3 separate regions of the Zea mays genome follow, and regions 1 and 3 are each linked to region 2. A link is a contact called in public Hi-C data. All regions are on one chromosome and are shown on one strand. Each heading gives the region's core, a stretch centred on a gene start, on an enhancer-like site or on the middle of the called end of the contact. The rest is flanking DNA. Distances are from core to core; before and after follow the strand shown. Region 1 has its middle 64 kb from the start of LOC100193383. Region 2 holds the start of LOC100272551 (BLH14). Region 3 has its middle 45 kb from the start of LOC100193383.

Region 1 (3,470 bases), core at 103-2,602, 93 kb after region 2:
GACAGCATGTAGACACCGCCACGAGGGGGAGCCTGGCGCCGGCACACACGTTTGTTCGGGCGGCGTAGAATGATCACCACCGTGGCGCTGCTGCGACGACGACGGACGTCGACCAAGATCTCTGAGAGAGAGAGAGAGAGAGAGAGAGAGAGAGAGAGAGAGAGAGAGAGAGAGAGGCGTGGTCGCGTGGAGCAGAGGAGCCCGAGTTTCCGGTCGAGCCCATGACGCGACCTCCGAGGCAGGCATGGCAGGCCACGCACTGCCGTGTCCGTGTCCGTGTCTCGGCGTGTGTTTGTGCAGTGTGCATGCATGGGCGCGGGGTCCCAGTGTGATCATCGGCTTTAATGGTTAATCGATGGATCACCGATTGGGGTGGGTGTGACCGGGGTGACAGTGTACCTGAGCCAGAACGGAGGCAAGCATGGAGCCTGGGTCCCGTTACTTGAGAGTTTGTGCACTGTCCATGAGTCATGAGATGGAAGGAGTTTTTTTTTGGAGGGGGGAGCCAACTACTACCAGACAACACCTACTTGATACTACTGACATTTGTATATTTTTGCATTGCAGCATCATGTGCACAAAATTTTCTCGCTCGTCCATAACTGATGTTTTTTACTCCCTTTACCAAATTAAAATGCATCCCTGTTTTTTTAAATAAAAACGTCTTAAGTTTGATCGGATTTATACAATAAAACAATCAGATTTATGGTATCAAATAAATCTCATAAGATTATTCATTAATCGTATTTTTTATAGTATAGATGTTGCCAGTTACCGTGAAGACAGTGTAACATCGTAGCATACACCCAAGCCGTCGTCGTCACTCCTCTCCCTACTGTGTGCTGCTTACAAGCTGACATCGTAGCGTTTTTATCACCGCGCGTGTGGATACCGTGAAGACAGTGTCATTGTTGTTGCGTTGTTGATGAGTAACGAACACGACTGAGAGAAAAAAAAAATGTTGCCTGTTGCCATTGGTAACCCCAACAGTCGCTGGATCTGAAATACAGAGCTCCCGCTCCTCTATACCTTTTCGTGTGGCATTTCATTTTGTTTCTGCGTGTACTGCAAGACCGAAGGATCTGTCAACACCGAAGGTCTCCTCTTTGCTTTTTTTTACTGTGTCTCGCAATAGCAGCTAGCGCCGATCTGAGACGCCATTTTCTTTTGTTCCTGAGCCGGCTCCGTTTGTCGCATTCATGTGCCAGCCCGGTGCTCTCCCTCCCAGGGAAAGGATACTACGATCCGTCAGTTCCAGGGCGCGGCCCTCGTAGTACGACGTTTATCTCTGGTCCTCTGCCGCGCTGTGCTGTGCTGCGGCCTGCGGTACTGGTACGTATCTAGCGTGACCTCTCAGACGTATGGCTACGGTACAGCCAGGTACGTATCTAGCGTCACCTCTGCCTGTACTGCTGGCGCTGGTACCGTGGTACGTGCCTCCGTGTCACCGCGTCACTGGCTGTGTGGATTGGATCGAACTTTTATGCAAATGCAATGCATGGTCACTCCTCCAACAGTCCAAGTCCATGGAGCAGTGTTCGTCTGTTCGTCAACGGTCAACACTCGCATTCGGGTCAGGCGGGGTGGGGTGGGCAAAATTAACATACTGTACTTCTTCGGGCCTTTCAAAATCCTCCATGCATGGCTTCACGAGAGTATACACGACCGCTGCAGTAACAGTGCAGGCACCGTCTGTGTTCGTGCGGCGGGCGGGCCTTTTTCGAATCTCCTCGGCGAGAGACTGCGCTGCGAGCGAGCGAGCGAGCAAGCAACCGTCCACGAGCATGTGCAAATGCAACAGGAAATGGCAGCAATCCATCCATCCATCCGCGGCCGCGATGCTGTAATAGTAGTAAAAATCTGTGCGAAGGTGTCGCACCCGGTCGAGACGCGTCGTCAAGGAGGAGACGAGGAGTAGACGTGATGCTTCGTTTCCTCCGGGTGAGGCCAACCCAGCCCATGTCCTGTCAGCTGCCTTGTCTTTTTTGGCGATAACTACGAGGTGCATGGTGGGCTGGCTGGTGGTCGCACTCGCACAGCGGTTTTCGGTATCGCCGCATCCGCCCTCAATTCCTCGCCGCCCTGTTCTGTTCCTGCCTGCCCGCTGTCGGTCTGCAGGTTGAGCTCGGACACGGAGCTGCCGAACGAACCGATTTTTTTGCATTTTAACCCTACATCGAAAACAATATCACGTTTGGACCCTAGAAAATTTTAATGTCATTTTTGGACCCTTTGCTCGGCGTCATAGGCTATGGCGCCGAGGTAGGTGCTGCGCTGGCCCAAACGGACAACGTGGCGCCGACGTGATACCAATCTTGGCGCCGAGCTTGATTCTGTACACAAAGGTCGTCTAGTTCAGTTGGTAGAGCGTAAGGCTTTTAACTTTGTGGTTGTGGGTTCGAGCCCCACGGTGGGTGTTCTTTTTTGTCTTTGTCACTGATTTGTTTTTTGTTGTCCAGATTTTTTGTTTATGTCGCTGATTTGTCCGTCCAAATTTATTTCTCATCCTGTTTTTTTGTTTTTTGACTGATTTGTTTATTCATCTAGATATTTTTTTGTTTTTCAGGAGCCAAGCTACTTTGCTTTTCATATCCTAACTGACGCTCAGAACTTCTATGCCATGAAACACTGGTTTGCCAGGAATTCGTATAAAAATGCAGCTATCTGTGTCATAAACTAGGAAGCAATTATTTTGGAGAAACTTCCAAAGTATACTATCCGGCAGCTGTATTTGCCAGAGGAGTTCCGTGTTCTCATTAGGAGCATTAAGCGGCCTACTGAAAACACAAGAATGAAATACCTGTCACTGTTCAGCCACTCACATTTCGTTATTCCAGAAATATTCAAGTATCTAAACCTTGACGCATCCACAACGTTGGAATATATATGTACTCATATTCGGATTATAGAATACAGGCTTATCTGTAGAAATATTCAGGTTTTTTTTCTTCACGTGCTTTTGTATAAAATCAAACTGGTGAGACTACAAAATTCATGTATTAATTTATATAATAATCTTGCATTTCAAATAGGCCATCGTATAGGATAGTCAATTCATGAATATTTGTGCTTCTTTTTACCGGATAAACAAAAAAAATATCTGGATGAATAAACAAATCAGTCACAAAAACAAAAAAACAGGATGAGAAATAAATTTGGACGGACAAATCAACGACATAAACAAAAAATTGGGACAACAAAAAAAATTAGTGACAAAGACAAAAAACACCCACCGTGGGGCTCGAACCCATAACCACAAGGTTAAGAGCTTTACGCTCTACCAACTGAGCTAGACGACCTTTGTGTACAGAAACGAGCTCGGCGCCAAGATCTATGACGCCGAGCTCGGTACCACGTCGGCGCCACGTCGTCCGTTTGGGCCAGCGCAGCACCTACCTCAGCGCTATAGCCTATGGCGCCGAGCTGTGTTACCTCGGCGCCATAGGCTATGGCGCCGAGCAAAGGGTCTA
Region 2 (3,458 bases), core at 818-3,317:
GCTTCGACATCGTCCGAAGAGCCATGAAAGCGAAGGGGGCCGCGTTGCTCAGCCCTGCAACAGTCTCGAACGAGGAGATCACGGATTGCAGCTGCTGGTAGTACTGCTTGTATCGCCTGCAGACCTGCAAGGTTCGTGTACTCAAAGAGTCTAAATGTAGAACACACCCAAAATGTAGAACTTAACTAACAACTACTTAGTGCAGCCAATAAACTCAGGAAGTTGAGCATAGGACATAGCAAGAATTTATTTTCCTGCCGCTTGACAAGACTGCACCAAAGGCATGTATGTTCAAGGAATCAGGATGCAACCGTGAACAATATTGTACTTCGCATGGAGAAATTACAACCGTGAACAACAGAAATTATTTTAGCAAAAGATAGTGAGTAGATAAACAGAATCTTTCTGCTGCAGGTTACGCGGATGCATATGGCATCCTTTCGAAAGAAGACAAAAACTCCAGGAATCTTATCGGGTAGCAATTTTGAAGAAGAAAAATCTTCGGGACAAAACTAGAGAACCCTGATATATTTCGATGTCCCAATTTCATGCTTTGATCTGCTGGGCAATTCTGTTCAGCAAGAACTTCACAGCAAGTTGCCTAGTTTTCGCAAGGGAAAATGAAAGGGAATGGAAACCTCCCAACGTTTGCAATACAATGATTTGATGCATATAATAACCGAACCAACATATCCGAAAGAGGTCGAATCGCAATCCATATGTACTATCATCATATCGCAAGCACAAGAAATAATCTGTGCCAGAACAGTAAATAAAGATTCAACCGAGATGTAGGCTCCGTGACGTGACCATGAGCGGTGTTCGTTAGATTCTTCTCGCCGAAGAAGAAATAATTGCGACATGAAACAAGAGCAGAAAAGACGTGCTTTTCGCTGAAGGATCAAGAAGCTGGGAGGCGGATCGTAGTGATTAACTCACGTCATCCATGAGGGAGATGAGCCTTGTCTTCCTCCACTGCTGCTCGGCGCCCGAGACGGCGACCGCCTCAGCGGTAGCGCAGTCACCGCCGTCCATCTCGTGGTCCACGCCCCCCGCCGCGTCCATGTCGAGCATACCCTCGTCGTCGGAGCGCCGGTCCAGGTGCGGGGGCCGTCCGCCCACGTCGCAGATCTCCTCGAGTAGCTTCTGCGCGGGGCCCAGGAACCTGGACCGCCCGAGGACGGCCGCGTAGCCCGTGAACGGGCCGTACGGCCCAGCGGCTACCCCCGCGGCGAGCTGCCTCCGCGGCGCGGGCGGAGGGTTCGAGGACGCCGAAGAGAGCGAGAGCGCAAAGTTCTGGCTCGGGATTTGGGCCCCGGCGCCGGCAGGTAGCGCGTGCGCCACTAGCTGCGTGTGCGCCAGCGTTGGGCTATGCGGCGAGTAGGACGACGTCGACGAGGACGCGTAGGAGTAGAAGGGTGGAGGCGCCGGCCAGGCAGTGGGCGGGGGCGAGTCGGCCGGGTCGGGCGGGAACCGCAGCTTCTCGCGGCGGCTGTGCTGCGGCACGTGGTAGAGCTGCCCCGAGGCCTGCCCCAGCAACAGGTGCTGGTGCTCGGCGCCGCCCGCAGCCCCGTATCCACCGCCCGCCGCCGAGGACATGTCGCTCGCGCAAGAGCTCCGGGATATGGATCGTACTGCACGACCTGGAGAGAGAGACCACGAGCGAAGACTCGAAGAGAGGGCGGCTCCGCACTTTGCGAGCGCCTGGCCGGGGCTGGAACTGGGACTGGAGGGTAGCTGCAGCTAGAAGCGGGCAGTACAGGCTGCCCGTTGCTTTGTCCCGCGTCTCGGCCGCGCGCTTTTGTGCGCTCGGCTCTGGTGGTGGTGCTTTGCTGCTGGTGGAGGTGTTGGGCTCTCGGGCTCTACCTCTACCCCTACCTCCGGGCGCCTTTCTTTCTGCAAAGGTGCGTAGCAGATGAGGGAGGGAGACGAAAAAGAGCTGCTCGCTACGGCGAGAGGGCGAGGCAAGGACGCGAAATGGTGAGCAGTGAAAGCGAAAGACAGAAAGGGTGTTGGTGATTGTCTGCTCGTGCGACCCTGCGACTCGGAGGGGAGGGCGCGAGGCCGCGAAGCGAGCTAGGGCGAGGCCGCGGGCGCGCGTCAGAGCGTGTATAGACTATAGACGACGCTGGCCAGGAGAGGAGAGAGTGCAAAGGTCCCTTATTTACACTATACTTTATAAACAATATAATTTACCGTGCAAAATAGTATAAAAGATATTTTTAGTGACTATATAGATGAACTATTATACAATATACTATATAATCACTAAAAATATTATTTTACATCGTTTTATATTGTATGTTGTACCGTTTATATAATGTAGTTTGAATATGAATATGAGTATAAATAAGCTGTTGGAGATGGTCTTAGATAAACTTATTTAGTTTAAAGTCACAGATCGGAAGGAACCATTCCTAACTATTCATCAGAATTAGACGATTCCTAATTGCTCATCAGAATTATACGGGTGAGAGAGTACACTAGAGGATATGGTTATCCCGGGCTATTCCTATATGTGGGTACCCTTTTGAATTGTGTCAAGGACGAATACCCAAGTGATTATCTATGACCACATACTCAGAACCGAGCAGATGGGCTCATGGTCCCAGACACGTCTAACAGGGCCATTGGCCTCCAGACCCCCTCCCTGTTCCGCAAGTGTGGGGAATAATGTGTATGAGCTTACTTATGGTGGGGCTCATGTATAATGTAAGGCTAATCAATAAATAATGGGTAAGACCGAGCATTGCTTTTAATAAGTTGGTCAAAATTTTATTATCAGTTACTAAGTATAGGCATATATCATACCCATAAAATAAAGAGATCACAATTGATAATAAATCTTACAATGCGATGCATATGCCAGATTAAGTTTAATTCCATAAGTTAATCATGCGAGAGTCCTGAGTTGCTCTTGACCACGAGCACGACTGATATACTAGTTTTACACTCTGCAGAGGTTGTGTGTCTTTACCATAAGTTATGTTACCCATTGCCAAAGGGTCTCGAAACTCATTCATCTCTACCGAGGAGACGAGGCAGGGTAGCACTATAAGGCCTTTACAAAGTTCCACTAGACGAGAGAACCCGCCATGGATTCCGGGCCGAAGGCGATATAGGAATTCCTCGTTCGAAAAGCTAAAAAGACACTCCGACCTGACGACCTCCCTACACCTGCACTCCTCCACCCCGTTTGCCCCTTTTGGGAAAGGATTAACTCACACTATCTTTCCTAATTAGTAAACCAAGTGTGTCCCATTTCACCCTTGTGGTAGCATGGTTATCTCAAGTTAAGCTCTATATTTCGGTTAACGCCATAATCTTATCATGAACATTAAATAATAAAAATAACAATAATAAAGCATGACCATGAATCATATGTATCTTAACACCCAAACCAGCAGTAGCAGATACTACCCCAAAAGTTAAGTGGTAAGCAAGGTGTAAAATAACCA
Region 3 (3,690 bases), core at 269-2,768, 110 kb after region 2:
TTCTGGTTTGGTCGCACAATGTCTAGTTAGGAAAACTCATTGTGAATGCAATATTTGGTCTAGTGCAATTCACAAGATACATCAGTGTTCCAATAATGCTAAGATAAAAAATTTTACATGACAACCACTAGGTTTTGTGTGTCCTGGCGATGAGCACAATAGTGTGTCCAACGGGCGAGCGCAGGAGCATGTGACACGCAAGCGGGCACGTGTCGCCACCGTGATATTTTTTTTCACGAACTAACTTGATTAAAATAACATCTACTACTAGCCCGTTTAACACAATCAATGTATAAACATCAACTAGTCATATAAACTAATTTACAACATGTATCTAGCGGTGAGAATTTAATTTAGATTGAACAGACTCGTTAAACTTTGGGTTTAGAGCGAATTCAAGAACAACATATTGTGCTTCTTGATTTAGCCAATAAAAACAAAGCCTATTATATAGGGGGGGGGGGGGGGGGCAAGGCTGAGGATCTATCAGGTTGATGGAGGGTTAGTTGTAGATTGTATCCACAGCAACGTTTGGTATCAGTCCATTTAACTTTTTAGGCTGAGGATCCTATCTTATTATTTATTATAAGAGAACATAAACATCAATATGTTTGGTATTAGTCCATTTAACTTTTTAAAGTATTCCTTACCGATTTTTATGGATCTCGGCCGCTTTTGTACACTTGTTGAATCGGGTCCAGTACCAGTAACAGACCTACCACCTATGGGAACTACGGGCGCAACATACCATTTGGGCACGACCAACTGGCGTCCCAAAGTTCACTGAATCCTCACCCGACTCCACCGGTTGCCGACGATCTTTTGCCATCTCGTCTCGGGCTCCCAGTCCCAGCCCCTCGCGCCGCCAAGGGACGCGCCTCCCATCCCGTCCCCGTCGTCGCCACGCCACGCCCACGCACGCAGGCAGCGACGAGACGCCCGGCCAACTCTTCGGCGCGCCGCTCCAATGCCGTGCCGTGCCGTGCTCGTGCTCGTGCGCTTGCGCTCAGCTTATCCTCGGTGACGCCGACAGGGACGCGCGCCGCGCGTCAGCGGCCAACGCCCAACCACCCTACGGCGCCGCACCGCACCGCGCGCGTAGGCGGAACAACGGCTCGGCCCATTAATTAGCTTATCCTTAATTCAACCAGCCGAGCCGGACCTGCTGTATCCAGTGAGATTTGCTCTTGCCGTATCTATCGATGCTCGTAATCTCTCAGTAGCCTAGCCTGTCCATGTCACCGTGTCAGACTCCCGCACGGGGAGGATAGAGACGGATCGACCGTTCTCTGAATCCAAATCTAGCAGACGCCTTTTCCTTCTCGGCAGCAGTCGGCAGTCGCCACCCACTACACTAGGACTAGGTTCATGTTCATCATCCCCTCTGCCTGCGGTCGCCTTTGACGTCAAACGGATAAAAAGAAGAGGCCGCCGGATGCAGAGTCGCCGTGGGCTGTGGGCTCCCTCCTCCTGCTACTGGGCAAGCAACGATGACGAGATAAGGATGGTCTCAAGCAGTGCGTGCGTAAGCGCATCTCCAAGCAGTGCTTCTGGGTCTGGCCAGGGGGATGGGGATCCACCCCCTCCACTTGTCACGCTAATATCTTGGGAAGCAGTGCGAGTCTATCCGGCGAATGGTTCGGTCCCAATTGCGGAAAAGCCTTTGCATTTGGCCGGATCAAAGATGCCGCCGCCGTTGCGTCGATGCTGCCGGAGGTCAGGCGCGCCGTAGATCCCCGCCGGAGATATGGTGCTCGTGGTCGTGGTGGAGCTTGTCGACGGCCGGCCCCGGTTGTAATGCTAAGACCAACTCCAACAGACTCCCTCTCTGTATCCGTATTTAGCACGGACAACAGTTTCTCTCTCCTCTCCGTATCCGTCCCCGTTTCCAGCAGACTCCGTATTTGCACTCCGCATGCAGTCTATGACATCTGGGGCCCACGAGCAGGAGGTGGCGCATGCAGTCTTGTGCGGAGAGGAGAGAGAAACCGTGGAAAAGGGGAGTGCAGGTACACGACGTCTGTTTTGCGAAGACGGATGCGGAGGCTACTGGAGAGCGAAATAGTGACTCAGAGCGTGTATAATGCGAATGCGGAGTGGGATGGGGAGTGTTGCTGGAGTTGGTCTAATGCAGCCTGTAGAAACTGCGAGTCAAGTGCCAGCAACTGGCCAATGCTGCCGCAGGTGGATTGGTTTGCAGCCTGCTGGATCCCGGTTCCCTGATAGAAAGTAGTAAAAGCGGCATCTTTTGCCTGATGCTTTGTCGACCGAAGCTTCTTCTCCCTCTCTTTCTTTCGGACTCAGATCTTCTCTCGTGCATGTGTAATGTATGCAGAGTGGATTAAAACGAAACTCACTGCACACGTAGAAAGATTAGATTATCCAACCGATAGTAACATTGTTTATGGCTTATCCTCATGATTTAGTATAAGCGAGCTTCATACATTTCCTCCAATTTAAATTGTACTAGATCGTTTTGATTTTTGTAATACAATAAACTTGTAATGCATCTAAATGTAGTACATTTGTAGATACATAATAAATTCGATGTTAACTTATAATTTAGAACCAAAAAACATCTGCACCTGGCCGCACGTTTTGGGATTCATTACCTACATACTACAGAAACTCATATATGAACCATTCATGACCCGTTGCAAATTGTTTGACTATGGGAAAAAAATAGAGGCCATGTATTAGGAAGATATCAGATTGCCTAAAATTTAACACCTCAAGTGTCACGGTTCCCTACATTAGTGATTGGTATCACCTAGATGGCATGGTGGTCATGGTTTTGCATGATTCATCGTGCTAGAGTGCCAAAAAATCAACAATAGTGTCGGCGTTTCGAGACCGAGGGGTCCCTGGGCCGACGAGTGAGTGTCGCCGCGTGCCCCAGCCCAGATGGGTCGAGCGCGAGGGCGAGCGCGAAGGGGGGAAGAGCGAGGCGGCCGGAGACCGGCGTGAGAGAGGTGGGAATCCTGCGGCCTTCGTGTTCGTCCCGCGCCCAGGTCGGGTGCGCTTGCAGTAGGGGGTTACAAGCGTCCACGCGGGAGAGGGAGCGAGCGGCCCCAAGCGAGCGCCTGTTCTCGTCCTCGTCCCCGCGCGGCCAACCCTCTCTAAGAGGGCTCTGGTCCTTCCTTTTATAGGCGTAAGGAGAGGATCCAGGTGTACAATGGGGGGTGTAGCAGAGTGCTACGTGTCTAGCGGGGGAGAGCTAGCGCCCTAAGTACATGCTGTCGTGGCAGCCGGAGAGATTTTGGCACCCAGCTGGTGTGATGTCGTGGCCGTCGGAGGAGCGATGGAGCCTGGCGGAGGGACAACTGTCGGAGCGGTTGGGTCCTTGCTGACGTCCTCTTGCTTCCGTAAGGGGGCTGAGAGCCGCCGTCGTCACAGAGCATGCGGGGCGCCATCACTGCCTATCTGGCGGAGCTAGCCAGATGAGACGCCGGTCTGGTTCCCTGTGGCCCGAGTCAGCTCGGGGTAGGGTGATGATGGCGCCTCCTGTTGACGTGGCTGGCCTGCGCCCTAGGTTGGGCGATGCGGAGGCTCCTCCGAAGCCGAGGTCGAGTCTGTCTTCCGTGGCCGAGTCTGAGCCCCTAGGTCGGGCGAGGTGGAGGTCGTCGGCTGAGGCCAGGGCGGAGTCCGAGCCCTGGGGTCGGGCGAAGCGGAGTTCGTCGTCTTCTGGGA

Evidence for each region. A called contact is a pair of places that touch in the nucleus more often than the background predicts.
Region 1: a Hi-C map of tassel shows a contact between it and region 2, with 2.0 times the contacts expected there. The contact joins the enhancer-like site here to the promoter of LOC100272551 in region 2. A contact is called at or near these places in 12 of 25 Hi-C or Micro-C datasets (bundle sheath, ear, leaf and 4 more).
Region 3: a Hi-C map of leaf shows a contact between it and region 2, with 2.2 times the contacts expected there. The contact joins the enhancer-like site here to the promoter of LOC100272551 in region 2. A contact is called at or near these places in 3 of 25 Hi-C or Micro-C datasets (ear and leaf).

The regions. Positions count from the first base shown.
Region 1 is chr6:162,115,438-162,118,907 of Zm-B73-REFERENCE-NAM-5.0, reverse strand. No RefSeq gene overlaps it. Among protein-coding and RNA genes, the nearest start is that of LOC100193383, 64 kb to the right of the region's middle. Within about 2 kb of position 1,352, at least 16 of the 20 cell types and tissues checked have an H3K27ac peak or open chromatin away from gene starts, as enhancers often do. A contact at or near this core is called in ear, root tip, seedling and 1 more, where this site is marked.
Region 2 is chr6:162,208,717-162,212,174 of Zm-B73-REFERENCE-NAM-5.0, reverse strand. It overlaps LOC100272551 (BLH14), which reads right to left and starts at 2,067. Exons shown (of 4, transcript NM_001399131.1): 1 at 940-2,067; 2 at 1-124. The coding sequence starts at 1,599.
Region 3 is chr6:162,095,894-162,099,583 of Zm-B73-REFERENCE-NAM-5.0, reverse strand. No RefSeq gene overlaps it. Among protein-coding and RNA genes, the nearest start is that of LOC100193383, 45 kb to the right of the region's middle. Within about 2 kb of position 1,518, at least 19 of the 20 cell types and tissues checked have an H3K27ac peak or open chromatin away from gene starts, as enhancers often do. A contact at or near this core is called in ear and leaf, where this site is marked.